Linked DNA regions of Mus musculus: region 2 is linked to region 1. Evidence: chromatin contacts called from public ChIA-PET data. All regions are on one chromosome and are shown on one strand. The core of a region is the stretch at or near the end of the contact, and the rest is flanking DNA. Distances in the headings are between cores, read along the strand shown.

Region 1 (2,700 bases), core at 99-2,598:
TCTGTCCCTAACTCCTTCATCCTCTACCCCCAAGGATTCCAGATACAAATGTCGTCAGAGACTAAGCAAACATCATGAGTGTCAGGATATTTAGCAATGATAACAATGTGGTGACCTTTGCGGTGTCTTTATCAGAATCTACATCAGGACTGGCAGGCTCCTATCACAGTGGTACTCACTAAGCACGGGGTCCAGAAAGAGGACGGGAAAGAAAACTTAACTCTGAGTGTTGGCTCCAAGACTGATCTGACACTTTCTTGGTAGGGGTCATGGCATGTCCGGGAGGAATGAGAAAGGCAGAATTACAGAATCTAGAAGTAAGCATTCTCTGTTTAACACTGGAGAAACATAGTTAGGCTATAGTGTGGAGCACTGGGGAGAATCCGTGCCATGAACTGGAGATTAAAGCATTCTCGGAAGAAAGCAAAGCATAGCCTCATTAGGACAATTTATATCTATCTGTGTTAGACTCGGTGTTAAGAAGCCAGCATGTCCTGTGAGCACCATAACATCCTGTGTGAAGCAGAGCTGTTCTAGTCACCTGACTTTATAGTGTGTGATTTTCATATTTTCCCATTTCTTTCTCTTTCAATGTACCCAAAACTTTAGCCAAATTTATGACAAACACTTTTAACAAAACAAGATTTATATTTGTAAAATCTACAGATATATAGGAAAATAGAGACATTAAAATAGTCTCGTAAATATCAACCATCCAAAGGAAATATTTCTAAGTGCTTCTGATATGCTCTCATGCAATTTTTGTAATAGTATTTTATTGTGTATATTTGATTTTAACAATATACTTAATATGTGCAATGTGAAATATTTCTGTATCACTTAACTTAGTATGGGCTTTCAAATATATGAGTAAAAGCAAGCACGTTTTTCATGAAAAAGAAACCACTTGCTATTCAGGTCCCACAAGTGTTCTCACACACACACACACACACACACACACACACACACACACCATTATAAAGCAAACAATTCATGTATGAATAACTAATTAATTAATTAACAGCATAATACGATATCCTTCGTTCAAGGCATCAGAACCTAAGTCAAGTTCTGGAGTTGGGGTTGGGATTGAGGAACTGGGTCTGGATAGAACAGAGTGAGGCTCTGGGCTTGTCCCTTGCTCTTATCCTCACGACACTGAAGTCTATACAGCTTTGAGGAAGAGCTCCAAAATCCTCAGCAGGATTATCAGGAGGATCAGACCCTTCCAGGAAAGCTACTCATTGCTCCACAGTCCTGCCTGTGGGTGTTCACTGCCAGGGCCTGCCACTCACCACAGCTTCCTGTGACCTTCCAGTTCCCTTCTGCTTTTAGCCCTTTGTTTACTCTGAGGGAACTTTCTCCTCTTCTTACTGGGTGTGCATCAAGTGAAATACCCACATGCGGTTGAGGCAGGAAGGTACCACGAGGCCTGAAATCCACAAGCTATTGTGACACTTCCGAGGGAGAGAGCGTTATCAGATCATTTTCCTTGTCACCGTCCCCACAGCCCTCTACACTCATCCTTGCAAAGTCACTGGAGAGCTGGAAATGACTCTGCCATGACTTCACCAAAGCAAGGACCCACACCCTTTTCCCCTCTGCATTTCTGGCTTACAGCCTTCTCTCTCTCTCTCTCTCTCTCTCTCTCTCTCTCTCTCTCTCTCTCTCTCTGTCTCTCTCTCTACACACACACACACACACACACACACACTGAACACAGGAAGACTTTGCAAGTGGCAGACTGTATCTCAGTCTCTGTATAAGTTGATTAGAGTGAGAGGTGTACTGCCAGGGACGGTATGGAATGAAGGGACAAGAAAGGTGCAGACAGTACCTGGAAACAACAAGGACTGCTGCCCCATTTCCTCTGATTTAAAGCCATATACTGCATAACCAAGACAAGGAGCAGAAGTCCCCGAGACCGTGTTTACACTTAGCCCTTCCCTTCCGAGTGTCAGCATGATTCATCTGGGCTTCATTGCGTCAAGTGACATACCCACATGTGGTTAAGGCAGGAAGGTACCACGAGCTCCCTCGAGAGAGGTCCACCTTGACAGCTACTGACATTGGCACCGAGAATCTGTTCGCTCTCGATCTGACTAAGTCGTTAAGATATCAAGATTCAGAGAGGTTAAGTGGCTTGTCCAAAGTCATAAAGTGTCAGTCCCAATCCAAGCCAGTCTCCAAGCACCTCAGACTTGTGTTTATATATGCTGCCAAATAACTGGGAGACCTGATTTCATTATCTTGGCGGGTCATTTATGCCTGGTCCTGCAGGTTGAGACTTCTGGGAAGTGGTGAAAATTGTCATTTACAGACAACCAATGAAATATGTATCCACTTTATTCCCTTTTACATTTAATCTTTGAGTGTGGCCTAAGTGTGACTTGCTATATAAATAAAAAGTACTGTGAGGCAAGAGTCACAGATTTTCATTGAAAATAAAGCATCCACGGCTGCAAAGGGGTCACCGTGCATAGTATAAGCTAAGACGTAGACCCAGATTCTCTCACCACTGGCTGGGAAAGAGAAAGAAATCACCCCCACTTTCACCTCTAAGTTCTTGGCATTGTTTGCTGGAAACATCATCCGGTTTGTTTCTCAAGAAGACATCAAGGGGGCGACTTTCCCTGAGGTCTAGGGCATTCAACGTGAAGCATGCCACTATCTCTCTAAAGGGTGCCAAGTCCCTTTTAC
Region 2 (2,700 bases), core at 86-2,585, 240 kb before region 1:
CACTGGGGCAGTGCCGTTTCTATCTGGTGGTCAGAGCAAAGCTTTTGGATGCTTACTAGCTGCGTAGAAAGCCCAAAGGTTTTTCTCAAGGGAAACCACATTATTGAGACGTTATTAAGACTTTCATTTAGGAGGAAAAAATACTGCTATAACTGAATCTACAAGTAAAATAATAGAACTGAATCCTATAAAAATGTTAACACATCGACTGTACACAGCCTTGTGTTTAAAGACATGACATGGGTGTTAACCCTGGCTTGGCTGGGAAATTGAACACATCACCACCATTTAAGAGTGATCGTCTAGTGGTAAAGTTCATATGGTTTTCCAAGTGTACTGGTCGAATTTTTGCCGACTATATCGATACAATTGAGAGTGAATTTAGTCAGGTATGTTGGTGCATATCTGTTTGCCCAGAATTCAGGAAGCTGCGGCAAGAGGATATCAATGCAGGCCAGCATAGGTAATCATGACGCTCTGTTTCAAAATAAAGCAATGCAAATATAAATTAAAAGGAAGTCTGAAGTTTTTAAGTGTACGTGAGTGCTTGTAGGAGATGTTTGCTCTTAGGTAATGCTATCTTCAGAAGTAGATTTTTTTTTTTTTTACTACAACGCAAATTACCATTTCAAATGTTTCCTTATTCAAATTTTAAATACGATAGCAAGTCCATTTAGGCCTTGAGTCGTAGTGTTAGGCATAGTCCTTAGCTGGAGAGGACTGTGTAATTCAAGGTTGAGCTATTCTTTCTAGTCCTGTCTGTTTGGATGAGGCCTGCTATGAATAGTCATTAAGTTTTCTAATGTTAAAAACATTAAACAACATCTTTCAATGCTGGGCTGTAGGCCTTTAAATGTAATATTAATTAATTGCCTTATTCTCCGTGATGCCCATCGTCACTCGTGATGTCCTGTACCAATAGCTTACTAATCAGATAAAAGCCATGTGGGCTGTGTAGCTGACTTGCATTCAGTTTGAATAGGAATTGTCCAGGTTGTATGTGAGTCATAAAAGTAAATCCATATTCCCAGGTTAAATCTGAGTGAGATCCTAAGTTATATAGTGACTGAGGAAGGAATGTTCCAGTGAAGGCCTGCTCTAATGAGCTTAGTGACTAGGCTCATTTTAAACTGCAAGAACTTGCTAGTTGTTGTGCTGGAGTGGGGAGTTAGTCTATAAACCTTCTTGTAGAAGTATCTAAGACAAAAACAAGGAAATATAATGTTCTAAACTCAGCCAGCCCAAACCACTTGAGCTGCTATGACAGCTCATAAAACTGAGAGTAGTTTTTAACTGGGCTCTGTTTTACATTGCCAAAGTGAATTTTCCTTGCAGGAAGTAGCCAGAGGGTTTATTTAGTTTCCAGCCTGTGGCTTTGATCTTGCTGTACTGTCACATCTCGGGTTACATAGCCCTTTTTCACTGCAGTAAATCTGCAACAGTTAATGAGAATAAAATTTCCTCCTTCTTGCTGATCGCATGCTGCTAAATGCCAAACCACAGCCAACTGCCTATTTGTACAGTTTCAGTAGGGTGTATGAAGACAGTGTGATCAGTTTAACCTTGTTGTCTTTGTAATTCATTTTATTGGCTTTTCTTCCTTTTCATGCAACCTAGTTTTTGCCGAGTCACATGGTTACAAGACCAAAACTGAAAGAAAATCTCAGAAAGTGGATGATGCTAAGCGTCGTTCCTGGGTGGGGCAGAGAGGTGGTGGATTTGCTCATTAAGATGAAAATTGGTCACTAAAAGGTTTAAAGGACCAGAACCTTTCTGTCCCCTATGCTTAAGTTATATACTTAGTGTGAACATACACTTATGATTAATTAGCTTAACGGGTAAGGTCATTATTTTTACTTCAGGTGCAGAAGTAATGCCATTGTACCAAGGAAATTTTGAGGCTTTCAGAAATCTTCATTTCTACATTATAAGAGCTACTCTTAAAGAAAAAAAAAACATTATTAAACTCACTAAGCCATTTTATCAAGTGAATAAAATTTTATCTCTGTACACATAGAGTAAATATTACAATTATTCAGTAAATTTATCGTTTTCTTGGTTTTTACCTTTTCTATTGCCTTGTTATGATTGGCAGTTAGAATTTAGCAAGTTGTCTGAAATTTACCTCAGATGACAATTTTGAATGATAGCCAAAATAAATACATTTTATTATGTGTTCTTATGGACCATATATAAAAATATGGTTATTATTAAGTAAAATAAAAAAATTTAAATCGGTTTTGTCATTTCTCACCACTTAAGTCACAGTTACTGTTATAGCAATCATATTCCATAGAATGAATCATTTCTCATAAAAATCACAACATTGGATGAGGCAGTGTGTAATGCCCATTCACTGAGTGTGTAATGCCCACTCACTGAGTGTGTAATGCCCACTCACTGAGTGTGTAATGCCCACTCACTGATTCAGCTGATGGTAAAAGCAGTGCTTAAAAGCAGATGGAGAACTGAGGAGGATATTTCTGAAGTAGAAACCATCCAATCAGATCTCTTGGAAATAGAGGATCCACTTTTTAGAAAATGCTAATTGTTGGTTGTTGCATTTTTAAGAGGGTAGTTGGCTAGCAAAGTGGCTCAGTAGGTAAATGCAGTTGACACCAAACCTCAGAACATATGCTGGATCTCTGAAACCCACACAGTGGTGTGAGAGAACTCTCCCAATGTCCTCTGACCTCCACA

What was found. ChIA-PET counts read pairs in DNA pulled down with a chosen protein or histone mark.
Region 2: an RNA polymerase II ChIA-PET map of memory CD8 T cells shows a contact between it and region 1, with 6 read pairs. The contact joins two enhancer-like sites. A contact is called at or near these places in 1 of 115 datasets of contacts at active chromatin or transcription factors (memory CD8 T cells) and 2 of 9 other capture datasets (liver and pancreatic islet).

The regions. Positions count from the first base shown.
Region 1 is chr1:164,134,168-164,136,867 of GRCm38.p6, forward strand. All of the region lies in intron 8 of Selp (selectin, platelet), which reads left to right. Among named protein-coding and RNA genes, the nearest start is that of F5, 16 kb to the right of the region's middle. Within about 2 kb of position 1,349, at least 142 of the 459 cell types and tissues checked have an H3K27ac peak or open chromatin away from gene starts, as enhancers often do. A contact at or near this core is called in memory CD8 T cells, where this site is marked.
Region 2 is chr1:163,897,051-163,899,750 of GRCm38.p6, forward strand. All of the region lies in intron 19 of Kifap3 (kinesin-associated protein 3), which reads left to right. Among named protein-coding and RNA genes, the nearest start is that of Scyl3, 31 kb to the right of the region's middle. Within about 2 kb of position 1,336, at least 46 of the 459 cell types and tissues checked have an H3K27ac peak or open chromatin away from gene starts, as enhancers often do. A contact at or near this core is called in memory CD8 T cells, where this site is marked.